Regions from separate parts of the Mus musculus genome. Here regions 2, 3, 4, 5, 6 and 7 are each linked to region 1. The links are chromatin contacts, called in public capture Hi-C and promoter capture Hi-C maps. All regions are on one chromosome and are shown on one strand. Each heading gives the region's core, a stretch centred on a gene start, on an enhancer-like site or on the middle of the called end of the contact. The rest is flanking DNA. Distances are from core to core; before and after follow the strand shown.

Region 1 (4,040 bases), core at 398-2,897:
ATCAACATCATTCCTTCCTACCTCCACTCCTGACAACCAGAAATGTCTCCAGACATTGCCAAATGTCTATGGTAGAGAAGTACTGTTGGTTCATTATACCTTATTTCTCTTTCATTTAGTCTCCTTCCCTAGAGAATGTTAAAATGCTAATGTTCCCAAGAGGATCATTTAAAATAAGCTTACCTTTAAATTTCTTTATATTATTGCCAGAATGGAGGGGTAGGTGTGGCTGTCAGAGGACAACTTTATGGAGTTGGTTCTCTCCTTCCACGAGTTCCAGGGACTCAACTCAGCTTGCCTGACTTTCCTGGTACATGCTTTTACCTACTGAGCCATCTTGCTGGCCCCAATAAACCTAGTTTGAAGTGAAGTTAGTTGTTCTGAGAATCTATGCAGTATTCCTTTGCTGGAACCACCAGAATAAAGAATGGGAGAGCGAGTTGTTTAAACATCAAAAATGTACGTTCTCTTGACTGTGTTGTGTGTTTTGTAGTCAGGGTCTTACTATGTAGCCCAGGCTAGCCTGGAACTCACTATGTAGCCCAGCTTTCCCATAGATTTGCAGGAATCCTCTTGCCTCAGTTTCACAGGTGCTAGGATTATAGGCATGAGTACCAGGCCCACCTACTATTTTGCTCAGTTTTGAAGATTCCAAGTCTAAAGTCAAGGTAGAGACAAATCTGGCTTCTTCTGAGGTCTTCATGGCTTGCAGATGATTACGGGCTCAGGAACTGGTTGTTCTTTTTTATGCCTCATTATGCCTAGGTACTAATTGCTTTTGTTTTGGTTTTGGTTTTGAGTTAGGGTCTCACTCTGTAGCCTTGGCTGGCCTGTAACTCATAGTTTACTTTCCTCTGCCTCCACAGTACTGGGATTAAAGGCCTATGTTACCATGCTAACGTCAAGTCTTGGCATCAAGTCTTAAGGATCTCATTTCAATATAGGCTCTTTAATGATCTTATATCCAAACAGAGTAATATACATACAGGTTAGAACTTCAGCATGAATATTGGGAGATTTGGACCCTAACATCGACTTTCTTCCATTCCTTTTATCCTATGTCTGCTGAGCAACCTACCATGTGCAGGCATTCTGTTGAGCATTATAAACAGACTTAGCTACAGTGAGTTAGGGACAAGATTTATTTTTAAGTATCATGCAAATATTCTATTAAAGTTTGGAAGAGGATGGCAGAAGTGCCTTCTCTCCTTCCCCCTTAGATTTCCAGCTTGGTTGGGCTGGTGAAAGGGCCCCATTAAAACTCAACTCTGAGGTTAGTGAGTCAGCACCTTGTCAAGCCTGGGGCTCACTTGGCTAGGAAGCCGAGATGATGCCCAAGCCAGCAGCCTGCACCACCTCAATTTCCCCTCCTCTCCTCCAAGCCTCCACTGTGACGCAGGGCCCGGGCCCCTCCCGCCCGGGCCCCTCCCGCCCCCTTCCGGACGCCGGAGGCCCCACTCCACCTACTGCGTGCCCACTGGCAGCAGTGAACGCCTCCCTGGCAGGCTTCTCCCTAGGCTCCCACCCTAGGACTGCCCCTTGGCCACGCCTGCGCCTTAGAGTCGCGGGAGGCTGGGCTCCGCGGGCGGGCGGGCGGGCGGGCGGGCGGGCGGGGGGGGGGAGGAGGGCGGGGAGGAGGAGGAGGGCGGGGAGAAGCCCCGCCCGCTGCCGCGACGCCATTTGCCACTGCCGAGCGTGGGCACGGGAGGCTCTCGCAAGCACGGGTGACCAGCCTCTCCTGAGCACGCTTCCCGACCTCCCGCACGGTCTTCGTGGCGCGCACTTCTCGGCGTTGCCCGTCGGAGTCACCGCAGTTCCTGCCGCCAGCCTGAGTGCGGTCCCACACGCTGCCAGCCAGTCTTTGCGGCCATGCCCAAGAATAAAGGTAAGGACGCCGCCGCCGGGACCGGGGCTCTGCTCCCCGCCGGCTCCCTGGCGCTGCTCTCGGCCTCGAGGTCAGCCCAGGCCTCAGTGACCTTCCTGCCATCTTTTCTTGCCTCTCCTCGGGCTGCATTCTCTGCGTCCTACTTGGAGCTGGGCAGAAGCGCAGGGAAGTTACTCCTGGCTCCCAGTTTGGCCACATTGGGGTGGAGCCGACGCCATTTTTTTTTGTAGGGCCTCCTGTGTGAGAATATGGGCTCGTGCCCCCGATTCGCGCCACATTGACCGCGGCGCCCGGGGGACTCATGGGAACACCTGCCTCGGACTTCTTGGGCTCCCAACACCTGGGGAGTTAAGCCCTGGGAGCCAATCTGAACTTTGAAAAAGGGTGATGCCTCGCTTGCTTTCGTGCCCATCTGGCACCTCCTCCCTAGGATTTTTTATGGACACTTAGTTGGTACTGGTGAGGCCGCACCCGTGTAGCCAGTGGCCAGTACTTTGATGCATTCGCAAATTTCATCCCTAGAGAATCACTTTGCTCCATAGTTTTACCGGGGCTTAACTTTTTCCACAGAGCCCTTGACCCACATTGAGCCAACTTTTCCACGTTTGCTTCTGATCGTGTATATATTTTGATAAATAAAAAAATGATTACAAATTCTAAGCAGAAGTGCAGCGTTCCTAAGATCATTCTCATTTTTATATATTTACAGTATTTTGTGGTGTTTTTTTTTTTATGGGATCAAATCTATCTTTACCAGCACTCTACCGCTTTGCTTTGCTCTGTCTGTCTCCAGGCTGCCCCGGAACCCTAAACTAACATTGAACTTGGGATTCGCTCGCCTCAGCTTCCCGAGTAGCTGGCATTACAGGCTTGCTATATTCGTTGTCCTCGTAATTTCTCAAAAATATAAAGTACAAAGTAGTGGAAAGCTTTTATTTCCCACAGGAGAGGAACACATTACACAGGATGAACTTGGGTGGGGGGAGGGGCGCACACCTTTACTCCCAGCACTAGGAAGGCAGAGGCAGGTGGATTGCTGAGGTCAATCAGCCTGGTCTACAGAGTGAGTGCCAGGGCTACACAGAGAAGCTCCCTTTTTAGAAAAAAAATAAAAATAAAGCCTTTGGGCAGAAGAGATGAACGCCTTCCTGGTTAAGAGAACCAAAGTTAGGTTCTCACACCCACATAGGGCTGCTCATGACTGCCTGTAACTCCAGCCCCAGGGGATCCAATGCCCTCTTCTGCCTCCCCCACCCCTCCACAATCACGCACACATTTAAAAAAAAACCATAAAAGTCTTTGCTCATTCATCCTTGGGACCTTGTCCCATGTCCACCCACTAGTATTCTCTTCTGCTTGAAAGTTGGTTCCAAGAAGTCAACTTAATTACTCTTTGTGCCTATCACCATTTACATTAGCCCACTGAGTACTTGGTCACAGTTTTGTGACAGATTGATTTAAGAGAGTCTTACAGTCCTTCCCCTAACTCTTCCCACAAATGTAACAGAGGACTGATTTGTCTGCCCTCAGTGGGAGAGAAGATGGTGGGGGTCGGGACTGAGATACACTCTCAGAGGCGGGATGTTGGGGGACAGTCAGGATATAAATAAAAATAATTAATTAATTAAAAAATTAAGTTAGGCCAGAGGAAAAAAGATAGTCTTGCTATGTGGCCCCAGCTGACCTTGAACTTGTCTCCATATCAATGCTAGGCCTCAAAAATGAAGGTTGCCAGTCTTTGTGCAAGGATTGTTGCTGATTGTCTTGGAAAAGGTGTGATTATAAGCATAATATGTTCACACTTTTCAAATTCCTACCTGTAGATGTCCCTCTTCCAAGATGGCAGCTGGACCACCTCAGTAGATGAGGGGTCTTAATCTCACCCTAACTCTAGTGACTACTAGATTTCCAGTTGTCACACTAGTTGTAAGCCCTAAGAAGATGAGAATGGTGTCAGTCATAATCACACTGGCTCAGTAGTACTTAGCCTAAAAGATGCTCAATAAATATTTGTTGGACTTACTCACCTCGTCTGGTGACTCCACCCATAGGTGAATGGTAAATTCTCATTTGGTTCCAAGGAGACAGAACATCTACACTCTACAGTCTAGTTGCTAGCCTAGTATGTTTTAAGATGTATCCTACCTGGGCTTAT
Region 2 (4,040 bases), core at 1,059-3,558, 1.9 Mb before region 1:
CCACTTGCCCTCTCTCAAGAGCCTTCCTTCGAGCTTTAAGTGTGTGCTCACCCTTTATTCTCAGTGTTTAAACTAAGCTGAAGGTTTACTCTTCAGTGGAAGGGCTAGAATTTCTCTGACCCCATGCTGAGCTCACTGTCCCTCCAGCCTACTGGAAATGGGATGCTAGAGATAAAATTCACACCTTCCCAGCTGGGAGGCCACAACAGTTGCTTCACATTCCTCCCCCACTAAACTCACGGTGCTAGAACTCCCATTAACCAATCAGCCCTGTAAGCTGCCAAGATAACAGTAGAACCTTTGTGATCCTAACACACTCCTCCAGCTCCACCACCCAAGTACCACCTTATTCTCTCCCAACTGTCTCCCTTGCTTCCATCCTCACCTAAGCAAAGTGGGAAGTGAACGGTGTTACTTTTTTTTAAACTCTATTCCGACCACCCAAGCACACTGGCTTACCTAACAACCCTCTAGTTCACCCGACCACAGTAAATGCCCTGAGTGTGCACTGTCCCTTGCTTCTTGCTTTCTCTCTCTTTTTTTTTCTTCCTCCCCGGAAAAAAAAAAAAGATGAGGTTCCAAAACGTTAGGAGATAAACCCAAAAGGCCACCCACAGAAGAGAATCAATTAGAAGAGGCAGACTGAAATCCAGGTTTTGCTCCAAATCCCCCCGATTTTATTTTTTGTCTTTACATTTATTGATCTTGTGAGCTCCGAGATCTTTTAGGATTGGAAGAAAAAGTACAAAGTGTGAGCTCAGAAGTTCAAAAGCAATTAAGTCGGTGTTAAAAAAAAAAATCCCGACAGAAAAAGCAGAGTGGAATCCACGTGTTCCATTAATAGAGAAACCAGAGAAAAGGGAAGACTGGGGCACCACACTATGTGCGGGATGATCTGGTAAGTGAAAGTCTGCCGCAGTCGCACGTTTAAAGGCCCAATCATTCCCGCCCACTGCGCCCATGCTTGATTCTCTCAAAGAAAAGAAGCCAGCAGTACATCCATCCCTACCCTTCAAAATTCCATCACGCAAAAAAGACTCTCCCAACCATTTCTGCCGAGACCAGGCTCAAATATCTGAGCCTCCAGGATTAGGGGTGATGGTGATGGTGGTGGCTCTAGTTCCCGCGCCCAGATCTCATCCCTCCCCACCCCCAATAATAATAATAATCGTTTCCTTTCTCTGCCCGCCGGGTCCCTTTTCAGAGGATCCTTCATCTCCTTAGATGACTAAAAAAAACCTTGCAAGCGCTGAGTGGCCCTGGTCCTCCTTCAACCCTCGCTGCCCTTAAGGGGAACCCCCCGACACACACACCCAAGAGGGAAATTCAGCAGCCTGCCAGAACAGGAAAAGGTGGCGTGGGCAGCGGTCCCGCGCCGCACACACCCCTCGCTCAGGCCTGCCTCGCCCGCCGTGCCTCGAACGAGCTAAGGCGCTCCGGTACCCGCCTCCCCCGGGGATCCGCCGCGCCCCACGGGCTGAAAGGGATTCCCCCCCAACAACGGGGCGTGGAGGGCGGCGAGCCCGCGTGGACCGACGCTCCAGGCCCGGAAGGGCGGGCGGGCGGTGCGGCTGGCACACACGGACGCGGTTCTCCCAGGCCCCGCAGTGCGCCAGCCTCCAGCTCAGCCGAGGACCAAACGCGGCGGGGGACCGCGGGGGCGCGGCGCGGCCTCCGCCGGTGCACGAGGGCCCGCAGCGTGCTCCGCGCAGCAGCCCGGCAGACGCAGGCGCCGCGCGGCCGTCCGCATTGTTCAGCCTGCCGCGCGCGCCCCGGAGGAGCCTGGTCCTGTGGCCTCGAGCCCCGCAGGCGCGGAGGGAACTGTCGCCCCGCCGCCGCTACCGCTACCGCTGCCGCTGCCGCCGCCGCCGCCGCCGCCGCCGCCGCCGCTGCGGCGCCCGTGCAGGTGGCGAGCGGCGCCCTCACCTTTGGCGCCGAGCTTGAAGTCGAGCGTGCTGTGTCTTGCTGCTGCCATAGTGTGGCGAGGCCCTGTGCCATGCCTGGGGAGGCGACCGCAGGAGACTGAGGGACCGCGCGGCGTGTCAGGCTGCGGGCCGGCGGGGAGTGCGCTGCGCCGGGGGAGGCCAGGAGTTAGGAGGTGGGAGGGGCCGCGGGCAAGCGACCCGGGGCGCGGGGGCGGGGCCGACCCGCCTCTTAGAGGAGGAAGCAGGGACGCCTCCAGCCCCGAACTTGAAGCGCTGGGTGTGAGGCCTCGCTAATGGTGGAATCGCGGGCGCCGGGCTCCCTGGCATGCGTCACCAATGGCCGCGCCCTGCGCTAAAGCTCTGGCCATGCTCTCCCGCCATTCGCCATCCGTTAGGAGGTCACCCAGCTTTAAACGGCTCAGCGCGACTTCCGGGGGGCCTCCCTATACACTTCCCCATATGCCTACCCCTCCTCCCCAAGCAAAAGCCCCAGTTACTTCCTGACCATTTGAAGAAAATAAAATGCTACCACCCCTGTAGTCTTAAAGTACAAGCCTGACTTTTTCTTTAAATGCACGTGAACCCCGCTGGGATTATTAACAATGTTTCTATTGGTAAGGGGTAGTATTTAAGAACAGAATAGAAGGCTCCTGGGCATTCAAGTAGCATACATTTTCATGCAAATTTGGAAAAGAATCAAGGACTAAAGCCTAACTGAGAAGTTGCAGATGTGAGAGCCTCTTCCACAGGACTTCCCCCTCCTCGGTACCTCTATTTTTTGTCAATGGACCTACAGCCTTGGCCTCTTTTTTGACCGTTAGTAGCATTCAACAAGATGGGACAAAAGAGAACTGAAGTGCCTGGGGAATAAAGGGATCCTTTATTGCACGAGCAAAATCCCAGGGCAAATTGACTCCATCATTGTATGGATTGCTGTGCCTCTCCTGATACCAGGAATTTCTGTAATGGTTGTTAAACTTCAGATTAGTGAACTCTGTGCCTCCTCAACAACACAAAAACATTAAGTTTAGCTTTCCCTTAGGCCATTTCGAATGGTCGTTTGGTTTGGTTTGGTTTGTTGGTTGGTTGGTTGGTTGGTTGGTTAGTTTTGCGTAGTCCTTCCCTGTCCTGCAAGAACCTAACACTGACGTCATATTTGTCCTTCAACAACTGCATCTCTTTTCAGTGGGCTCCTACTTTGTTCCTATCCATAGCCATCTGTTTTTATTTCCTTCTCTGGAGACCAGGTCCTCAGTTTTGTAAGCTAATTTGTGTTCCGCTCCATCAGCCCCAATGTATCAGCCCCAAGCTCCTCTTTCTTCCTTTCTTCTGGAGTCAAGTCACTAGAACATAGCTGTCCTCCTGTGTGTTTAAGGGTAGTGAAGCTTCCCGCGTAGGACATGTGCTTCATGCCCTGCCAGCATTGGGGTAAGCCACCTGCCTTCCCTTAGCTTCACTATCTGCTGTCAACCTCTTGAATTTCTTGAAAATTTCAGAGCAGAAGGCATCTGAGGTTTTGCTGATAAGTATGTAGCTGGTCTTGCTCAGTAGATTGTGGAGAACATTGCAGACCACCATGGGCTCCCAGCTGAAGCATATCCGCCCTAGAATTTGTACTTCACCTTGCAAAGGGCAAAATGAAGAACCTTGAGATACTTTAATGAAGTGATGTCAAAAGAGAGCCCTGAAGAGAAGAGGATGCTCGATATAGGATCAGTATTGTCAGGATGATGTTAGCAGTTTACTGCAAGGGTCTTCTCACTAATCTGCATAATCCTGGCAAGACTATTAAAGATAAGAAACAGGAGCCTGACGTTAGTGGCACACATCTTTAATCTCAGCACTTGTGAGGTAGAGGCAGGCAGACATGGCCATCGGGAGCAACACTATTATGAGGTGTGGCCTTGTTGGAGGAAGTGTGTCAACGTGGGGGACAAGCTTTGAGGTCTCCTTTGCTCAAGCTATACCAAGTGTGGCACACAGTCTCCTTCTGGTGCCTGTGAATCAAGATGTAGAACTCTTGGTTCCTCCAGCATGTTTCCTGCCATGATGATTAGAGACTAAACCTCTAAACTGTAAGCCAGCCCCAAGTAAATGTTTTCCTTTATAAGACTT
Region 3 (4,040 bases), core at 687-3,186, 1.8 Mb before region 1:
TCAAATCCCAGCACTCACATGGTGGCTAAGGAAGCATTTGTAACTCCAGTGCCAGGGAATACTTCTTCTGACCCCTGAGGGCACTGAATGCATGCAGTGTACATGTACAGAGAAGCAGACAAAACAGCCATATCCATTTGTTCAGGCAAGGCTGCTTCCCATTCCTAGGCAGATACCGAATCAGTACCACGCCTCAGGAGCTGGTGCTTTTATGAACACAGGGGATGCCCCAGAAATTAAAACCACATCCTCCTCACTCACTTGACCTGCGACCGACTGTATGAGTTTGATGAGTTCTATTTATCTGGGATTCTTTTTTTAACATATGAAACATGAAGAAATCATGCGCTTTTTCTCTTGAGCCCCATCACCAAATCACTGTGGCCTGTGCTGCTAAGCACTAAAACCAAGTCCACTGCACTAGTGATTCTCAAGCAAATGTGCAGAGAAATGATCAGGGGAACCTTGTTAAGCTTCAGACTGTGATTTTACAGGGCAGAGGTGACACCTGAGAGTCTGCCATTCTAACAAGGGCCCAGATCATCCAAGTGTTGTTGGTCCTTGGACCTCCGATACAGTATATTATCTGGACGCATAATATAATCCTCTCCATAAGTTCAGGTGATCCTTTCAGTTGCTTTCCCAATTTAAAGACAAGAAATGGAGGCACAAGTAACGATCTGCCTAAGGTCACAGAGGTTAGAAAGTGGCAGAGCCTAGCTCTCTTAAGCTCGCTCTTCATAGCCTGGCATACCAACGTTTAAATATGACAAAGAAGCACAGGTGCCATTTGATTTTATTGTTTCCTAAGACGAAGTGTCACGAGGTTATTTTGTTTAAAAGAACACAAACATGAAGGTTTTACTATTTATGATTGTGATTTCCAAACCCTTGGGAATTTCTAAGCTCGTATTCCCCACCCCCACTCCATTCCAAGGATGTCTGAAACACGTGCTCAGACAAACTCTTGAAATTTCTTCTTACGATTCCAGCACCCACAACACTCAAAAAAAAAAAAAGCACTGTGTGCTCAGAGTGTGTGTGGTCACTGTGAAAAAGGGAGTGTAGGGTGTAAATAGAATTTGAATAACAGAAAATGTGGCTATGTAAATTCTTGCTACTTTAAAGCACCGCCTGTGGGTCAGCACTGTCCGTCCGTGGGCCAGAGAAACTGGCTGGAAATACACAATCTTAGCTTTCCTCCCAGATCTGACGAAATCAGAATCTAAATTTAAACTAGAACCACCGATGCTCCTGTGTACTTTCGAGTTTGACGCCAGTGATTTAAGTCACAATCTGATTTCGGTTTATCACAACACTAGCAGCGTCTCACGGGTCCTAACCTTAGCACAAAGAAGAACCACAAAGCATTTTCTTAAGCGGAAGTTTTCGTTTCTTTTCCTCCTTCGAGCCGTGCCTCCCAAGCCCGCCAGACTCCTCCCGGGAAGGAGCCCAAAAGCCGCAGGGACCCGGCGGCGCCCGCAATGCGGTGGCCGCCACACCCCTCCCCTCCCGCAGCCTGCCTGCCCTACTTTCTTTACTCGGTCGGACGGATGCGCCACGCGGGAGAGCGCACGCAGACGCGGCGGGCGCTCGGAGCGGCTCCCGGCCCGGCGCGGAGACTCCGAAGGGGAAGAGAAAAGGCCTTGGGCGACACAGGACCATGCGCACCAGCCCTGGACTCCGCCGGCTGGGGCCTGAGGCCTGAGGCCCTCACCTTCAACACCAAGTCGGCCAGGTAGACGGCAGTCCAACCACCCACCACCACCACCAGCAGCGACACCGGAATCATCGTAGCGACGGATGGACGGCGGGCCCCGGCGGCCTGCTTCTGCGAGCCCCAGTCAGCCGTGCGCCCGCCCGGAGCCTTCCAGCTCCAGCATCCGCGCAGGAACTAAAGTGCTACCGGGTTCTTTGCTCCGGTGGCAACATTTCCCTCCGGACCCTTCCGGTGAGGACACTCAGCCGTTTTTTTTTTTTTTTTTTTTTTTTTGTTTTGTTTTGTTTTTTTTTTTTTTTTGGTGCATATGCCGGAAAAAGCGCGCGGGCTTCTTTTCCTGGGACGCTCGGGCTCCGGAATGCTCGAAGCTCGGGTCGTCCGTCCGGCAGCGTGCTTGTGACTCATGAGGCTTGACCCTCTCTGCGCTCTGCCCTTCCTTCTCACTGATTTCCATCTCCGGTTTGTTGTGCTTTTCATATAGCCGGAGTTTGGGATTGTCAGAAGTACATACCCACATTTAAATTAATCACGTCTCGTTCTAACGTCTTTATGCACGGCAATATCGTAATGGAGGCCTCATTTGTTCATTTCGGTGTTTTGAAAACTAAATATCTGTCTATATCTTAATCGAAATACGTAGCATTTCTTTTCTTTCTATTTTTTTTAAAGATTTATTTATTTATTATATGTGAGAACACTACAGCTGTCTTCAGACACTCTGGAGGAGGGAGTCAGATCTCATTACAGATGGTTGTGAGCCACCATGCAGTTGCTGGGATTTGAACTCAGGACCTTCAGAAGAGTAATTGGTGCTCTTAATCGCTGAGCCATCTCACCAGCCCCATACGTAGCATTTCTATCCAGAGAATTTCTTTCTAGTTTCCCTTCCTACGTATTTCTGTCCCCTGCCCCGTTCTGATTTATTAATTAATTTATTTATTTTTAATGTTGAATTCTGCGTAAATAGAACCACACTGTTAAAATCTGGATTATTTCGCGCGACATTTTGTTTTGTAAGATTTGTCTATATAACTGGTCTTTATTTTAAGACAGGGTCTCACTATGCAATCCAAGCCTGGCATTCACTATACAGAGTAGGCTGGCCTTGAACTCTCAGAGTTAACCTGCACTTAAGAGTTGTGCATCAAAAATACCTGGCTGTTGATTAAAAAAAAAAAACAAAAACTTTCATCTAAGACTTGAGGAGCCGGGCGTAGTGGCGCACGCCTTTAATTCCAGCACTCGGGAGGCAGTGGCAGGCAGATTTCTGAGTTCGAGGCCAGCCTGGTCTACAAAGTGAGTTCCAGGACAGCCAGATCTATACCGAGAAACCCTGTCTCGGAAAAAAAAAAAAAAAAAAAAAAAAAAGACTTGAGGTTTGGGCTATTGCTACATATTGGAGTTCTAGACCTGGAAAAATGGCTCAACACGTAAAGGCACTTGCTGCCTAACCTGACTACCTGAGTCAGTCCCAGGGGGACAACATGATGAGAGAAACAGCCCTTGCAGGTTTTCCGTTGATCTACTGGCCTATAAAATAGGTTAGATGAAACTTTTAAAAATTGGAGCACTGACCATCTGTCTAGTGAACTAAAGTGTAGTTCTCAGCCTTGGTTGCACAGTACCTTCACCAGGGGCCTTTAAAGTCCCCCTGGTTTCTGGAGCCTGGACCAATTAAATGAGAAGCTCTGTGAAACAGACCCAAGGCTGTATCATTTTAAACGCAGTCCCATCTCTGTGTCCCCAAGTACAGATCCACCTAAGGACCCAGGACTTTGATACTCTGAGCTACACCCTCTAGCCATACGGCATTCTCTCTTTTTAAAAACAAAGTCTGTAACCCAGACTGGACTTAAAGCTCTACATAGCAGAGGAAACTTGTCCTCTTTTCTCCAATTCCTGAGTGCTAGGATTGATTACAGGTGTACACCTGTACCATGAAGCCGGGATTCACATAATCTATTAGCTATCCATAGGCTCTTGAAAAAGAGTGGTTTTGGTTTTGTAGCTAAAGTCGCCTTCAAGTTTCTGTAAAGCAACGTAGAAAATTGTTCTAGTATACAAGCCATAGGCGTTGTCTACAGTGAAGCTAGTTGGAAACTTATCCTTGATTCTCAAGAATAGGTGAACTTGGAGGCCTTATTTACGTATAGTCCTGCTAACAATTTCTCTTTTTTGGTTATATAGCCTGACTTTTTACTTGGTTCACTCAAATGGAACTACTAATCTGTAAACACCTTGATCTTGTGGCATAATGGGGTATTGTATTCTATGCCAAAGCTGTTGAGCAAGCACTGGAGTTAGAAAAAAAAGGGGGGGG
Region 4 (4,040 bases), core at 534-3,033, 1.7 Mb before region 1:
GGGGCAGAGGCATGCACATTTCAGTGGCTTTGAGCCCAACTTGGTCAACTTAGTAAGTTTCAGGGCAGCCAAAGCTGCATAATGAGATCTTGGCTGAAAAAAAAAAATCTAGGAAGGACTGACTGAGTTAGCAGAAGGAGTCTTCACTTAGTGTTTTCAACAATGAGCACAATGTCACTAACTTCACAGAGAGGACTAAATAAAATGATTCAAATGAAAGCTGCACTCTTGGACTGTAGTGTGTGTGTGTGTGTGTGTGTGTGTGTAGATCCAGTAGAGGTGAAGATATGTACACAGGTAAAAGGGACTTGGGTGAATTATGGTTTTGTGAACAACATTGCTCTGTTCCTCTAAGGTGATCTTTATTGAAATATGCCCAAAAGTCTTAAGCTGTCCCATCAATGTCCAGTACCCTCGGGTTTCCCAGTTTCCACAGTTTGAGTGAGACTCTTCTTGCTTTGTTTGCTCCTCATCTTGGCCGTCCCTGTCAGAAATAGACTTATCTTGTCCCCTGTCTCCTTGAGCCCCATTCATTGTCACTCATTGACACAGTATGTGCCGACGTGTGTGCCAGTGGCTCCCTGCACAGCAGGTGCAGACTTTTATGGGAGCCTTAAACTGACAGCAGTAGTGGAAATTTTAAGGGGTTATGGAATGAAGTCAAGTAAAGTGCTTGCCTTCTTGGTGCTTCTGAGAGGCCCCAGCTGGCACTGATGCTCAGATGACAACCACTCACCACTGTACAAGTTTGTGCCCCATTGATGTCCTCTGTGCTCAGTGACTTCACCCCTGACCAGGACGTGGTGCTTGACTCAGAGAATTTAAAGCTTCTTTTCCTCACATAGCAAGAATGGTTGATGATGTCTGGTGCTGAGAATGTCCTGTCATGATGGTTTGAAGTGTGGTCACCCAGGGGATATATTTTAAATCTGTCTATTCTGCTGAGTGTTTCTACCAAAGGGAAGATGGTTTAGTGTGGTAGCTCTTCATTTTTCTTGATGTTTATGTTTAAGTTATTGTTTTGTTGAGATAGGATCACTCTCCATAGCCCTGGCTGCCTGGAACTCATTATGTAGACTAGACAGATCTTAAACCACAGAGGTATACCTGCTTCTGCCTCCTGGATGCCAGAATTAAAGGTGTGAGCCACCATGCCCTTCCCGAAGGGAAACTTTATGTGAAGTTAATTTCAGAGACTAAAGAAGTTCATCAAAAAAGCCATGTTCAATACAAAGAGCCTTAGGATTTGGAAAAAAAAAAGTCTTTCCAGGTACCTAATCTTGCCCCTTGCCAAACCTAAAAGTAGCCATTCCCCTTTGTTTTATTCTCTTCTTCTGTCTCCTTTGTGTCAAGCTCTAAGGTTAATGCATCAATAAAAGCAAGGAAAGCCAAGTTAGCAACATCTCCACGGCCAGCAACCATGCCAGCTCGTCTGTTTTTAACCACGTTTGACCTACAAACTAGGACAATGGCTTATAGTTTGATGTTATGGTATAATTATATTATTTGGTGACTGCTTTTTGAGTGCTGATTATTAATTAACTTTAACAGCTCCCAGGTTACTAAGCTTGGATTCAAGCAACGTCCGACATCAGCACCCTGCATCCCCCAATTTTTAATGAACCTTTCCTCATTTTCTGTCCTCTAGATAATATAGCTAAAGATAGACTTTTCCTAGTTTTTCGAAGTTCACTACACCCCTCAGTAACTGTGAGAGAATGCAGCCAGCCTCCTCAAGAAGATTAGGAGGGCAGAAAGATAACGTAGCCACCTCCAGGCTGATATCTGAGCCCTGCTTTCCACACGGTCAAGCCTTTCAGAGGCAGCCAGCCTATGGCTTGTATCAAACTCTATATTTAGGAAGAACAACTGTGAGCTATGACAGGAATTCTCTTTAACACTTTAGCCTTAAAGCGAGTTCCCTTCTAGCCCGAGCCAGGAGCAGCTCTCAGGACTGGAGAGAGACAGAGCACTCCAGCTATTTCAGCCACATGAAAAGCACTGGAATTGAGATCCCCGCTCAGAGGACACCGGGAGTTCCTTCTATCCTGTAAAGCGCTTTTTGTGTTTTTGCACCTGGCCGCCTGGGACTGTCCTCAGGCAGTAAACCAATCCAGAGAGCAGGTAAGCAGAAGGACCCAGCTTTCACTCTCAACTTTCACAAGGAGCTTTTCTTGATCCCTAACTTAAAGTAACTACTCATAACTTTGTAGGTTGCTAAGTACTGGGTGGCTTCTTTGTCAATTCCCTGTACACTAGTGGTATCCCGGATTCTATTTTATAAAGTGTGTGTGTGTGAGCGCACGCGTGCGCGCGTGCATGTGTTCCTGTACATATATGTTGAAAGGGTATTGAACAGAAGGGATTTTCACTGACAGGGCTGTTAATAGAATGTCCACAGTCCAGATATGGTAACTGTGACCTTGAAGCTCTGCTGGCCAGTGTTACAGTCAGCCGCAGACTGACAACACTCTCTAAGCTGAGAATTAATCAGAGTAAATCTGGAATATTAGTTTTTGTGTGTGTTTGTTTGTCTAAATGAAAATGATGGTGAGAGTTGTTACACGATATAAGTTTAGAATCCCGTCTAAATGAAAATGATGGTGAGAGTTGTTACACGATATAAGTTTAGAATCCCTTTCTCCTTTCCCTAACTGCTAGGCTAGGTCTCAACAACAAAGTTGTGTAGACCAAACCATCTTTCGGAGAGCTTTGCCCTGGTCACTCTTTTCTTATACCCAGCAGGGTAGAGTGTCCTTGTCTATGTGGGCACAGATTGGAAATGCAAAAATTCTCTCTTTCCTCCCAGCATATTGAAGTAGTCAGAGCATCATACTATCCCCTCCTCTGGAATTATTTTTAGCTTCAGGACAGAAAATAAATCCCTTTGAGATAGTGCTTTATTCATTTCCTTGACCTTTCAAAAAGAACAAACAAAGCTCTTCTCTCCAAATAGCAATTGATTTTCCCCTCCATCTCTTCTTGTGAAATTAGTGATATTAATGTTGACCAGTTTTAGAACATTGGAGGGTTTTATTTAGAAGCTAGATATTAGATGCTGCCCAATCAAAAGCAAAGGGGAGGGGGAGTCTACCAACCATGACTCAGCACAAAGACCATTAAAAGTTCCCAGAGACTGCCAGGCAAACTTACCTGTGCCCAGTTGGCAAGCATCACACGTTTATTAAAGTCAATATGCCTTGTCAGACTTGCAGTGTTTCAAATTTTAGCCAGATTCAGCAGACAGACACAGCAGTTGCATGTTGTAAAGAGTATCTCTTTGGATGAAGAGCAGTGGCCCTGAAGTGGGTGGTGGTAGGGTAGTTTATAAATGCTTCTTCCATTCACAGAAGGGGCATGCAGATGTCAAGAGAAGATGCACTACACGATACATCCTGATGGAGGTGAATGCCCAACTAGGGAAACAGCCAGGGAACACTGTCTATTTTTATTCATCACTGTGCATTGCCCTGATTTCTCTGCAAATAATGAGGACAGCAGGAATTGCTGCTGAACTGATTTATACACATATTCTCTAGCCTGATGGTGAGAAATGAGAGCGGGGAGAGAATTGACTTGCTTATAGATGTCTCTATCAAAGATTGACAAAGATGTTAAGAAGAGATCCATGTACAGATGAGAATATAGCAAAACTAGACAGGGGAGACAAGGTCCATCCATCTAGTAGGCTCAGAGTTTCCTAGCAAATACTGTAATTGGTACAACTAGTCAGTGAAAAAATAAATAAAACTACGTACAAAAATCAATGCAGTATAAATAAAACCATTCATTGTCTGATGCTTTTGTATTTCAACTTGCTATTGTAATCACATAAAGGTGTTTCCGAATTTTCATAATTTAAATTAATATATAGTAACAATAAAAACAATGTTAATTAAACTCTAGTCATATACACACATAGCAAACACTGGTCAGGTCTTTTAAGTCTCATAAGGATTATTATTTTTACATTATTTCTTTTAGCTTTTGGCAAAAGGAAGCATCACAAATTAAGTTATTCTAAGCCTATCAGTTTGGCA
Region 5 (4,040 bases), core at 580-3,079, 1.6 Mb after region 1:
AGCCCAGCACACACAGTGTTGGCAGCTTTAGTTTTACAGCTTCTCTCTTCTGGCTCCTTCTCCCCTCACCTCCCCTCCTTACCCCACCCCATCCCACCACCCAAAAAAGATTTCCTTTTCAACTGTTCTCCTCTCGGCATTTGTCAACAGAAACACCCACTGGTGGTGTCAAACTGGTAATACTGCTGCAGGCTTCCTTACTCCCATTCCAGCATCAACGCCAAAAAAGCTCCAACCCAAAATAGTTCTTTTAATAAGGAAAAGGCTCGTTAGGTACTTAAATCTTCATTCTCAGAAAGATGGGGGTAGGCCTTTTATGTTTTTATTATTAATGAATCTTAGTTGGGTTGTTAAATGTAAGATCATACTCCCCCTTCAACGCCAGATATACAGGGATAAGAAAACACACCCGTTCTGCATTTTACTGAAACATTTTAATACACTTAAAGGAATTAAAAACGAATTTACATCTAAATGTTATGCAGTCTATAAATTCCAAAGTGTCTCAGTCAAAATGTCTTTTTTGTAACCCTACAGCAAGAAACAAACAAGCTGGAAGTGTTCCAGCAGATGTTACCTAAAACCCTAATCCTATATTCTATACATATTTATGCCTCTTTTTTCCAGTCAAATACTCTCAGACAAATTAATTTGTGTAATCTTTTATACTGCCTACATAACCATTACGTTCAAACAAGCCTAAATCAGATGCGCGGAAAGAAATTATTCTGTGTCAATACTTTCTAAAATCAGCTTAAATTTCAGCCAATTAAAAATAATTGTGTTAACAGAATACTGATCTGCAACTATTTAAATATCACAGCATCCTTCTAGTCTGTCTAGCCTGACTAAGGTCAGGCTTTTCTTATCCAAGCATCTGTGCCATGCCTAACTCAAGTGAAGCGAAAAATCAAAACCCCCAAGAAAGATCTGCTTTTACACTGAAATATGCCCAGGTTATTTTTTACCCCAACGTGGGCACAAAAGAAAAAGAAAGAAAGAAAAGAAAAGAAGAGAAGAGAACAGAAAAACGTGTCAGTGCGAGGACCTGTTCGTTCTGGCAGATGGTTCCAAACCCCAGGATTCAATTTCTATGAAGGTCCAAAGGGTAGGAAGATCTGAGAAGAGGTCAATTTCTGCTTCTCTGCCAGCACGCCAGCCGTGAACTTCACAGTAACGCCTGAAACTTGTCCTGTGGAAGGTGGCAGAAACCTGCGGGGCTGCAGGCGGGGCGCTCGCCCACCCTCCCGGGCAGCCAAGGTCAGAAGGACCAGGGCTGAGAGTCGTAGCTGCCGGCGGGTCCCGGGCTCTCTGGGAACTTGGGCGGGGGTTTCGGGGGGCCCTCCTCGGCGCTAGCGGAAAAGGGCTTTCCTTGCTGCAAGCCCGGAGAGCCCTGGCCACGGGGGCAGCGGGGTGGGGACACCGCAGACCTGCAGCAAAGGGGAGCCCCGCGGGGTCCGACCTCGACCTACCATACGTCTAGCACAGCCCCCTCTGTCTCTTGGCACCAAAAATTCCAGCCCCAGCCCTTCCGGGAAGACCCTAGAGACTCGTGGTGGATCGCCGAGGGAGACTCCAGCTTGGGACTCCCTCACCGTGTCTCCCGGTTGTGCAGGGACCTGCGCTGCTACCCCTTCTGTTACCCTCCTAAGTGGACCGACTGGGTTCCCTCTCTAAAGACAAGCTAGTGGACACACGGCCAACATGAGACGGCCTGACGGGCGGACGCAACTACTCACCCTGCCGAGTCCCCCACCTCTATCGGGGAAGCCTTCACTCTCGCGGCCGCCGTCACCGCTTTACCTTCCCTAGCGGCAGCGACAAGTAATCGAAACCTCCGGCCCCGCCCTCTCGCCGGAGCGAACGCGCAGCCTAATTTGATGATCGCACCGCCCCCGTCTGCCCATTTGGCCCAATCGGCAAACTCCTCTCATTCCGCTAGGTCCCGCCTTAGCCCCGCCTACCAATAGGCGCCAATGAAGAGAAAGCGCTCGTGCTCGAGTTCGGGCTCGCGCGCCCCGCCCACGCCGCTCGTTCTCGAGTCCCCCAAAATCCTAGAACCAGGATTTCTTGTTCTAGCCCTCTACTACACGAACGCGCTTATGCGCGCTCGCGATGCTCCTCCTGGGGCACCAGGTTTGGTTGCCCTGCCAGGCCCTAGCAACCTGGGCTGCTAGGCTGGGAGGGGCGGGGCTCAGGCTGCGAGCTTACGTGGGGAGGGGGAAATGAGGGAGGAATAGGATAAGGGGAGGGAGAGATCGTGACTGAGAGAGGGGTGGATGCGGGGGTTGAGGGGGGTGAGGAGGCCCGGGAATCCACCTGTCACTGCGGTAGAAAAAAAAGGGGAAATCCTGCCTGCAGCGCAGCTATCCTAGCCTCCCTCTCTGGGGACCAGTGAGCGGAGTGGGTGGAGGGCGGGGACCACATTTCGGGCGGGAGCCCGGGCACTACTTGAAAATAAAGGACGAAGGATGGCTCATCTCGGTCGTAGGTTTTTTTTTTTTTTAATATTGAAGTCCATTGCTGCTCCTAACTGTTGCAGCTGTGCGTGCACGCGCGCGCAAACACATTCATATTCACGTTCATCTCGCAGCCTGCGATTCCCTGGGGTGACTTAAGAGCAAAGAACTGGCAGCCCGAGGATTCCTTACACAGCAGCTGGACGCGTGCAAACCGTGGCGGCCGGGGCTGCAGCAGCAAACCACAACTCTACTCCAGTCCGACGCTGCTCTGCTTTACACGATTCCCCAGCTGGTTAAAAAAAAAAAAAAAACCAACAATGAAGTCATCGCCGCACCAGTAGAAATAAAAAGATCTTAAGTCCCACCGCGAATCGAGTTTCCAATGAGGATGACTAGTGGTTAAGATAGAGATAGTTCCAGTGCACTTTTTTTAACTAAGAAAAAAATCTTTTATGAAAGACCTTGCAGACAAATCTATGAAAAGCTGCATGATTTCCACCTTAAAAAAGAAAGCAGAGAGAAAGAAAAGGTTTTTTTTTTTTTTCCGGGTTTGGGGGCAGAAAATAGGCAGTGCATGACATCGAAGATGCCACCAAGTCAGAAATTAATTTTTTTGTAATAGAAAATAGATATCTTGGATAAAATCCATTTAATCTACTCCTGTCTTCAATCTGGTAGCTATACAATTGGTTTGTCTACTTGAAACCAAGCTAACAAGATTATTCTTTTTCATAACGTGGTGAATATTTCATAGTCAATTGAAGGCACCCACTTTCTCAGGAAGCATATTAGAAAATTTTCCAGGTAGGAGCAGGGAATTAACAGTGAGGGAAAATGGAGTCAGGCTTTGCAGAGGCTCCTGCCTCCTCCAGTTGCAAAATCACAGTGCTGTGACCTCATGCTTCACCCACGTGGAGCCAGAATTCCTGGGACAATCGCTGCTTTATCACCCCCTGTCAGTGCCTTTGTACTAGAAATTTCAGCCGCATTGCCTTGGAGTCAAAGGAAGGATGGTTTATCTGAACACTCTGAGAAGAAGGTAAGGAAAAAACCGTAACAGAATGGCCACAGATGTAAGTTCAATGTCGTTTTAAGTAGCTGTATTAGATGTTTTCCAAGGAGCCATACCATGGACAAGCACAGCCTTTCACTGAAGGACATTTGCTTTGCTCTGGTTTTTAGTACTGGTTTATTGGAGCCACATCCAGTTCAGTTAATTCCCTTTTTGAGAGAAGATAAGACATTCTAAGTGTTTTAAAGAAATACCATGCTGTCATTTACCTGAGGTCCTTTCTTCTGTAAAAAGAGCACTAATAGTTCCCTGCAAATGCCTACTCCATAGCAATTCTACAGATATTTAGGGCTGACAGAGAAAGCACAGGCTGCCTCCATAAATTTGAGTTTTACATAAACAAATAATAGCTTGTAATACATGTGTCCTATCCAAATACATTCAGGACAAAGCTAGAAGACTGATTAAGTCTTTTAATCACTGTCTAAAAAGAATTTCATGAACCGCCCTTTTGGGCAAACTAAATAAATCTGTAGTGTTTGTAGAAAGAGATACACATACTGAAA
Region 6 (4,040 bases), core at 716-3,215, 1.6 Mb before region 1:
GATTCCTTGGAAGTAGAGTTAGAGATGGATGTGAGCCACCAGGTGGGTTCTGGGAACTGGACCCAAGACCACTGCAAGAGGAGCAAATGCTCTTAAGTGCAGAGCTATCTCTTCAGCTCAGCAGAATTTTTTACTAATATTTTATGAAATTAAAAAATCATATGTAATCGGAGACCCGGCTGGCCAAGTAGGAAATGACAGCCTTTTTATCTTTCCTAGGACTGTTTTTGTTTTTGTTTCTTTTTTTTGCTTCTGTGAAATAGAACTTGGTCTGAAAGACTCATCTAGATCAGGACTGCTGGAGGGGCCACTTTCGAAATCCAGGAAGACAAACTCTAGCTGGAAGCAAAACAAAACTGAAGCCTGTAATTTGGCAAGAAAGAGGGCTTAATGAACTCCTAATGCGAGAGCAGGATTCGGGCAACCAATAGGGTGCTCTTAGTCACCATTTCTGTTTGGTGTTTCTTATAAAAATCACTTTGTAGGGAGGGGCCCCAGAAACCACAACTGTCCTGAGCCTTGCAACTTTACTGCCCATTGTCTTGTCTTGGCATTGAGAATGTGGCAGCCAGTCATTAGATCAGAGCATGGGAAAGCAGAGAGGAAACTAGAAGAAATTACATTTTTTTTTGAGGAGTTGTCATTCAAAGAAAGAAAACTCGAGTTAGTTATAACTTCTTTCTCTGCATTGCAAAGAGATGGTTTTCATAAGCGCAAGAGTACCCAAGAGAGCTAGCTCCCCTGGGGTCAGAGGGCAGGGGTTGGAATGTAAAACCAGGCAGCTTGGGAGACTCTGCCTGCCTTAGGAAGGGCAAGTGCCCCTGAATTTCACACAGGGCACAAGAACTTGGCCCAGAGCTTGGGGTTCTCTCTGGTTTAGCTCTTCCTAGAGTCTTCTCTGAGCAGAGGCCTCCTCTTAGGTGTCAGTGCGCAAAATTGCCTCTTAATCCCAGCTTGCTCCCGACTAATTAGAACTTCTTCAAAGCCAAAAGATGAGCCTGAGGCTCCTTTTCCCATGCACAGGGGCACCAAAAGGGCCTCCAGCCTAGCCAGGTATCCCTGTCAACACATTACCAGGACAAGAGTCCCAAGGGAATTGGGCCCTTCCTTAGCTTTTGCCACCCCTCCCTCAGCTCAGCATTCCAAGGGACGCCCCCTCCCTGCGGTTCCTGGAGGCCAGTCAGGTCACAGAAGTCATTGCCCTGGCTCAGGAAGCTTCCTGCTGAGCCTTTGTGCGCTTCGCAGCCAGCAGCTGGGACGCAGGGCGGGGCGGGTCGCCCGAGAGCCAGCCGGCCAAGGCGAGCACTATTCCTGTCGCTGTGAGCTACCGGCTTGTTATGTACAGCGCCCAATCACGCTCCCAATCCTCTAAGCTGACCTGCTCTCCCCCCAGTGCCACAGGCTTTGATTTGATCGTTCTCTCAGAACAAGCTCACCCCCCAGCCCCCTAGCCAGTTGTCCTCGGACTGTGCGAGTGTCTACGGAGCAGCCACGATCAGAGCCACCATCCTGCTGTCCTGGGGCACCCACAATAGGGCCACATCCACGCATCTGGCCTTCTGGAGATTCAGTACCCTCGACCTCTCCAGGTGATGGTGCGCGGCCACCGCCGCCCCTGGTGTGCAAGTGTGGGTTCCCCAAATTGTGTAGGGGAGGCGGCTTTGGGCAACGCGCTGTCATGCTCACCAGCTGAAAACAAGTCTAGCAATACCGAGAAGACTCCGAAATCCACACCCTCTGCTACTAGAGGCTTTTGGAAATTGTCTCTACATCTTACTTTGTCTGAGAGGGGCACGGAGCAACAGCCAAATCTGGATGAAGGAACCTTAGGTTTTAAGCTGAGCAGGCAAAAATCAGCCTTTGCTAGGGGCTCAGCAGCTGGACAGCGGAGGTGGGGGTTCCGTGTTATGGGATGCCTCCAGCCGCGCTGGGCTGGCTCCATCCCAGCTTCCCGCCTTGGGCATCATGAGTTACTTCCTGTCTTACTGCAAAACCCACGGCAGCTCTCTTCTCACTGGCTACCAGGCCCTACGCGCTGAGGGCTTCTTGTGCGACGTGACACTGGAGGCCGAGGGCAGTGAGTTCCCAGCACACAGGTCACTTCTGGCGTGCTCCAGCGACTACTTCAGGGCCCTGTTCAAGAGTCACACTCAGGAATCGCGGGCTCGCGTAATTCACCTGCGTGTGCCTTCAGCGGCCGGCCTACAGCGCCTGCTGGACTTCATCTACACTGCCTGGCTGCCCCTCTCCATGGACACTGTGGAGGACACTCTGGAGGCTGCCAGCTACCTGCAAGTCACCGAGGCCTTGGGACTGTGTGCCCACTACTTGGAACGCCAGCTTGCCCCAGAGAATTGCTGTTTCATTGCCAATGTGGCAGCTCGATTTGGCCTGGCCCGCACCCTAGGTGCAGCGGAGTGCTGTATTGTACGCCACCTGGGGGGCCTGTTACTGATGGGCACTGGCCCCTCGGGGCTGTTGGAACTCAATCCTATATCAATGAAAGCTGTGCTGGGCGCCCCTGACGTGGCACGGGTGCCTGAGACGCGGCTGCTGGGCCTGGCACTAGCCTGGCTGCAGCAGGAACCCAAGGTCCAGCGCCTGGCACATAGTTCAACACTGCTTGGATGCATCCGCTTTGGCCTGGTGCCTGCTGGTGTGCTGCGGCGCATATACTCGGGCTCCGGTCTTATATTACCTACTAGGATCAAAAGCCTCATCATCCAGGCCCTCAATTACCATACAGCACCCTCCAGCCAGCCGCTTCTGCAGGGAGAACAGACTAGTGTTCGGAGTCCCCAGACCCGTATCTTGCTAGTTGGTGGTCTCAGAGCTAGGGAGATGGTTACCGAGGAGATCATGGGCCTACCAGAGGTAGTTCAGAATCGGCACCCTGCACCTCAACCAGAGGAAGAGGAGGGACAGGAGGAGGAAGAGATGGAGGAGAAGGAGTGGGAGCTCACCCAGGATGTGGTGTCCTTCGACGTGTATAACCACAGCTGGCACAGCTTGACACAGCTGCCCACACCACTGCTAGGCCACAGTGTATGTACCACTGGCAACTTCCTATTTGTCCTTGGAGGGGAGAGCCTTCCTGGCAGCCCATCTAGTTCCCTGGCTGCCGGCTCAAGGTCAATCACAGCCTTAGTGCACCGTTATGACCCGCGCTTCCACACTTGGACACAGGTGCCTGCCATGCGAGAAGCAAGGGCCTACTTCTGGTGTGGTGTGGTAGGTGAGAGTCTCCTGGCTGTCGGAGGCCTGGGCATCTGTGGTGAGGCACTGGCCTCAGTGGAGATGTATGACCTTCGCAGGGACCGCTGGATGGCAGCTGGACAGCTACCTCGGGCAGTACATGGTCACGCAGGTGCTGTCGGGGATCATGGTGTTGTGTACATCTCCGGGGGCAAGGCTGGGAGAGGTGAAGGAGGCACAAGTAGCCTCCGGGATATGTACTCCCTTAGCCCCGGAGAGAGAGTGTGGAGCAAGAGGGCACCCATGGGCACAGCTCGCTATGGGCACTACCTTGTGGTGCTGCGAGGTGCAGTGTTTGCCTTTTTGGGGAGATATGAGCCCTTCTCTGAGATTGAACGCTATGACCCCTGCACAGACCAGTGGACTCGGTTGCGGTCGCTACCCTATGACCGCTTCTGCTATGGACTTGCTGTGGTGGAAGAGACAGTGCTGCTGCTGGGTGGTCTCAAGTGGCGGGACTCACGCCAGGTGCCAACCCGGAACGTAGTGGGCTATGACCTGGACCTGGACCGTTGGGAAGATATAGGCTGTGTGCTGCCCTGGGCATGGAGTGGCCTTCAGTGTGCAGTGCTGCAGCTACCCGAGGGTAGGGAGGAGACAAGGGAGGGAGAGACTGGAGAGGTGCCAGATTTAGTGTTGGATTGAATAGGTGAGTCCAGGCTTCAGAGGATCCAAGGGAAAGTTGTTCTTGACCTTGCCTGAAGAGCACTGCTTTGTTCCCTTAAGAGGACTTTTATAGAGTAGTTCTGAATGGTAAGGAGGTGAACAAGGCCTTGGCCAAAGAA
Region 7 (4,040 bases), core at 665-3,164, 1.1 Mb after region 1:
TTTAATAGATACGTTCTTCACTATGAAGAAACCCTTATAGTCCCTGGTATGTCCTCTCCTTGACTCTCAATCTTATATAGCTGCAAGAAGTTGGAGCAGAGACAAATTTAACATTCTTTTACACTATGGTAATGGGAAAGTAAAATGATTCCAGGTCATCTAAACTAAATTATTACAGAAATAGTTTAATTTGGTTAACTGGTTAGTTTTTTCAAGTTGATTAAGAATGGACCCTCCCAATTCAGAGACAGGGTACTTTAGGTTCAAAAGACATGATATTTCCACTTTGCATGCTGTCCTCTAAGACAGAGTCTTAAGCTTCCAATGAGAACACAAGCCATCCTAAAAATAAGCAATGATGCCACCTTTTAAATACAGAAGAATATATGAAATCTCCAGGAAAGGTACATAGAAAGATTACTAAAGGGATTCAATTATGGTAATTGAATGCTTAATCTTACTCCCTAGGCCACAGCAACTCCTACATGGAAGTACATTGTGCACTGTTTCATAACTTCAGTGCCATTATTAAAACAAATAATGAGTTGAGAAAAGAATGGTAAGAAGATATGAGGGGAACTGCCCAATGTAAAACATATACATGCACCAAGGCTTGAAAAGAATGTTGAAAAGTACTCGAGCTGGGTGTGGTGGCACGTACTCAGAATCCCAACACTTTGGATGCCGAGGAAAGAAGTATTGCTGTGAGTTTGAGGAATAGTCTTGGATACATAATATAGTTGAGAGCAGCCTAGGCTACATGACAAGACTCTGTCTCAGAGAAAAAGTATGTGGGCTGATAGGGGTTGGGTGCTTTAGTTAAAGACTAACTATAAGGGGAGTCAAATAAGCAGGACTCATTTTCAGTCCATCAACATTGAGCCCTAGACACATGTACAATCAACTCTGTGCCAGGTGTGGTGGGAGATACCAAGCTATTTCATAAGCATCTCATAATCCAGTTAGAAAAGTATGCCTCAGTTAAAATGTAAACAATACACTATTTCCAAATGGTGCTGAAAATAGCTCTGGTTTAAGTGCCACTCTGAGTCAAGTATGTGCTACACGCACTTGACCTTGTCACATTACAAGGCATGAGGTTTACCCCAACAGATAAAAACAGTAAAAGTCAAACAACTGAAACAGTAACACAAATGTCTATATAAATCAGAAATGGAATAAAGTGCAGTTCGAACTGACTCGTTGCCCCATCTTTACTGAGGAAACTGCTATAGGAATCCAGAAAATTGGAAACGCTAATGAGTGGGCTGACCTAGTCTTTAAGGCAAAGGTAAGTTTTAGACAATGAAATGGGTCAAAGTGGAGAATAACAAAGTGCTTGTGGAAGCAATTACATTAGAACAGCTGCCCAGTCAAATTTATTTGTGGGCCAGATTTTGATGGACAATGAAGACAGGATCAAAGAATGCGGCCTGTGGTTAGCAACCTTGACAACTAATGGGATGCCAAATTTCAAAATATACTATTATAAATGAACTGCAAAATTCTCCCAGGAGCTAAGGCCAGGAGCCACGGGTACCAGGAGTGTATGTGGAGGACAGTACTCAGGCCTCCCTTTCTTGCTTTCAGTGCTGAGCTCCACTATGGGGACTCTGTCCTCAGGTGAGGCCCAGGACAGGGCGGGGCTATGACGGCCGGTCATCCGAAGGATGCCCAGGCGGCCCAGCCTCTTTCTAGTCTCCGGTGGGTTTGGCGGCTCCGCTCAGGAGACCTTGTCATTGCCGACCCAGAAAGCCGACTTGTTCTCTGCTTCCATCCAAGTTCTCCATACTCCTGCGGGCTGCCCCATTTTCCTTCCTGGTCAGGCCATGACAAGGAGGGCTCCAAACCCCACGGAGGAGGCGGACTGGGGGCGGAGCTGCGAGCAGATCGGTACCGCCCCCCCAACGCGTTCCTTCCGGGCGGGACTGCACGGGTTCCGCTTCTTGGTTCGGGCCGGCGTGAGGGGTGGCCTCCGTACCCCGGGGGCCGCGACCGAAGGACTCTGCTCCTTTAGCCTCAGCCGCGGTTGGAAGCAGGTTGAGGTAGGAGCAAAGTCAATAAAAAAAACTGAATTTCCGTTAAGAGCCCAGCTCCCCGCCGCTCCCAGCGGCCTTCCTCTGTAGACCCTCTCCCTTTAGGCGGAGACTTGGAGAGTCCGCCCCACGAGGGGGGCGGAGCCTAGTAAAGCTTAGGTGAGCTCCCAAGCAACCCGGAGCCGCCTCCCAAAACAGAGGGGTACCGCCAAGGCCTTTCTCCAGCCTAGTGCCCAGTCTAGGTTCTGTCGAGCATGGTGGTGGGACTAGAAACCCTCGGGGCAGCTGCTGACCGGGAGGAAGCCGGGCCGCGATAGCGCCACCCCCGTCTCCTCCCCCGCACCGCCCAGCGGCGCGACACTCTGGTTGGCTCGCCTTGCAAGTCATACTTTGGGTCTCTCAGTTTGAAAACTCTTCCTCTCGGCCCCCTTTGAAGAAACTCATTGACGCTGAATGTTTTGAGGACCAGGTCAGCTTGGAGGCGGCAACTTTGGCGGACACCAGCGGGCAGGTCCAGCTCCGTGGCCCATGAGCTTGGGCGAGATGCGGAGCAGGAGCAATTCTGGGGTCCGCCTGGACGGGTACGCGAGGCTGGTGCAGCAAACCATCCTGTGTTACCAGGTAAACAGAGAGCAGCCCAGAGAACGGTGGAAACTGCCCACTGATATAACTCATTCTCCCCAAGGCCTCTGTCACTCATGAGAGCTTGCATTTATTTAAGAGGTTTCCGACTTTAATCCAGTCCTTTGCTAGCCAGTTATCACCCTACTCCCTTATCGCTATTTTATTCACTTTACTCACAAGTCAGGCATTCTGGCTTTTGAACAGTTGCTGCGGCTGCTTTGCAGAATTCTGGGACCTTTTTTTTTCTCTCCTCTTCCTCCTCCCTTCCTCTTTTTCCCCCCATCGGGACACCCCCCTCGAGGTCCTTCCTTACTGCCTCTTTTGGATGAAAGAAGTCTGTTAGGTTGGACAGAGCACACTGAAGGAGAACAGTGAACTAACTCTACTCTGGGAACAGTAGGCAGGAGTGAAAAACTCCCAAGGCTTGCATCTGACCAGAGTGTGGGCAACTGTTACTGCCCCTCCCTTGTTAGAAATCCCCCTGAGAGGACCCTATGACCACTCTGGTTGCTGCTTTACAGCCAACAAAACTTCTGGGCACAGAGCATCAGCATCAAGGGGTCCTGTGAAACTGTGCATATAATCTCAGGTATGAATACGCCTGCTATGCTTCCTGCTTGGCAAAAGTTATGTGTGAGTGCCCAATGTAAGACCACTGAGCTATTTTTGTTCAGAGCAAAGACATCAGCTATATTGCTTGCCTTCAGTTGGCAGCAGCTATTTTTAGGGCTTTGAGAGTCAGAGAAGGAAGTAGCAGTTGGTGGTCATTTCCAAACCATTAACCTTTTTTTTTTCTTCTTAGCTAATTCCTTGACCTCTCACTCAGGAAGAATTTATTGTGTATCTTTTCTATGCAAGGCATCATACAAACTACATAAAATGAATAAATGGTACTGCCAGTGGTGTGACTTAGTGGTAGTTTACCTGGTAGTCTCAAGGCCCTGGATTGGATTGCAGCACTGTAAAAGAAAAAAAAAAATGTTCATAGCACAATACGGTGAATTTTATGAATAACGTAAAATAAGTTCAGTGTTTCTTGTTTGAAACACGTTGGGGCCAAATGTGGCTTGTAAGCTAGAAACGTCTTGATTTTAAAAATCATATGCATACTCTATAAGCATACTCTAATAGCCAGAGTAGTCCAGGCAGTACCCCTTAGTTACAGCCACTATTATTTCTCCATTGGAATATGAATGTTCACACTAAGCAATAAGTAAAGACTATAAAAAGAGTTTCACATTAGATCAGCTTGTCTTTGCCACCAAAAGAAATTTCTGCAAATGTAGGAGAAACATTTCCATATGTTAATGGCTCTGAGGATTGCTCATAAAGGAATGCAGGGTTTATTTGAGGAAAATACTCCCTCCCCCATCCCTCCCC

Evidence for each region. Promoter capture Hi-C pulls out the DNA fragments that hold promoters and counts their contacts. Capture Hi-C pulls out chosen DNA fragments and counts their contacts.
Region 2: a promoter capture Hi-C map of pre-B cells shows a contact between it and region 1. The contact joins the promoter of Sms here to the promoter of Eif1ax in region 1. A contact is called at or near these places in 7 of 39 promoter capture datasets (the 3T3-L1 cell line, the C10 cell line, cranial neural crest and 3 more).
Region 3: a promoter capture Hi-C map of pre-B cells shows a contact between it and region 1. The contact joins the promoter of Mbtps2 here to the promoter of Eif1ax in region 1. A contact is called at or near these places in 5 of 39 promoter capture datasets (cranial neural crest, frontonasal cranial neural crest, hippocampal neurons and 2 more) and 4 of 115 datasets of contacts at active chromatin or transcription factors (embryonic forebrain, extraembryonic endoderm stem cells, large pre-B cells and 1 more).
Region 4: a contact with region 1 is called in a promoter capture Hi-C map of second pharyngeal arch cranial neural crest. The contact joins the promoter of Smpx here to the promoter of Eif1ax in region 1. A contact is called at or near these places in 3 of 39 promoter capture datasets (frontonasal cranial neural crest, hippocampal neurons and second pharyngeal arch cranial neural crest).
Region 5: a promoter capture Hi-C map of pre-B cells shows a contact between it and region 1. The contact joins the promoter of Cdkl5 here to the promoter of Eif1ax in region 1. A contact is called at or near these places in 3 of 39 promoter capture datasets (embryonic stem cells, erythroid cells and pre-B cells), 1 of 115 datasets of contacts at active chromatin or transcription factors (astrocytes) and 1 of 9 other capture datasets (liver).
Region 6: a contact with region 1 is called in a capture Hi-C map of embryonic stem cells, with 5 times the contacts expected there. The contact joins the promoter of Klhl34 here to the promoter of Eif1ax in region 1. A contact is called at or near these places in 2 of 39 promoter capture datasets (cranial neural crest and hippocampal neurons) and 1 of 9 other capture datasets (embryonic stem cells).
Region 7: a promoter capture Hi-C map of pre-B cells shows a contact between it and region 1. The contact joins the promoter of Phka2 here to the promoter of Eif1ax in region 1. A contact is called at or near these places in 4 of 39 promoter capture datasets (the C10 cell line, the HPC-7 cell line, erythroid cells and 1 more).

What each region holds. Positions count from the first base shown.
Region 1 is chrX:159,370,531-159,374,570 of GRCm38.p6, forward strand. It overlaps Eif1ax (eukaryotic translation initiation factor 1A, X-linked), which reads left to right and starts at 1,648. Exons shown (of 7, transcript NM_025437.5): 1 at 1,648-1,885. The coding sequence starts at 1,870.
Region 2 is chrX:157,489,979-157,494,018 of GRCm38.p6, forward strand. Sms (spermine synthase) reads right to left here and starts at 2,309. Exons shown (of 11, transcript NM_009214.4): 1 at 1,927-2,309. The coding sequence starts at 1,975.
Region 3 is chrX:157,596,779-157,600,818 of GRCm38.p6, forward strand. Mbtps2 (membrane-bound transcription factor peptidase, site 2) reads right to left here and starts at 1,937. Exons shown (of 11, transcript NM_172307.3): 1 at 1,718-1,937. The coding sequence starts at 1,792.
Region 4 is chrX:157,697,190-157,701,229 of GRCm38.p6, forward strand. It overlaps Smpx (small muscle protein, X-linked), which reads left to right and starts at 1,784. Exons shown (of 5, transcript NM_001252591.2): 1 at 1,784-2,124.
Region 5 is chrX:160,992,852-160,996,891 of GRCm38.p6, forward strand. It overlaps Cdkl5 (cyclin-dependent kinase-like 5), which reads right to left and starts at 1,830. Exons shown (of 19, transcript NM_001024624.2): 1 at 1,740-1,830.
Region 6 is chrX:157,816,470-157,820,509 of GRCm38.p6, forward strand. Klhl34 (kelch-like 34) reads left to right here and starts at 1,966. Exons shown (of 1, transcript NM_001081667.2): 1 at 1,966-4,040. The coding sequence starts at 1,966. The coding sequence ends at 3,900.
Region 7 is chrX:160,500,248-160,504,287 of GRCm38.p6, forward strand. It overlaps Phka2 (phosphorylase kinase alpha 2), which reads left to right and starts at 1,915. Exons shown (of 33, transcript NM_172783.4): 1 at 1,915-2,657. The coding sequence starts at 2,580.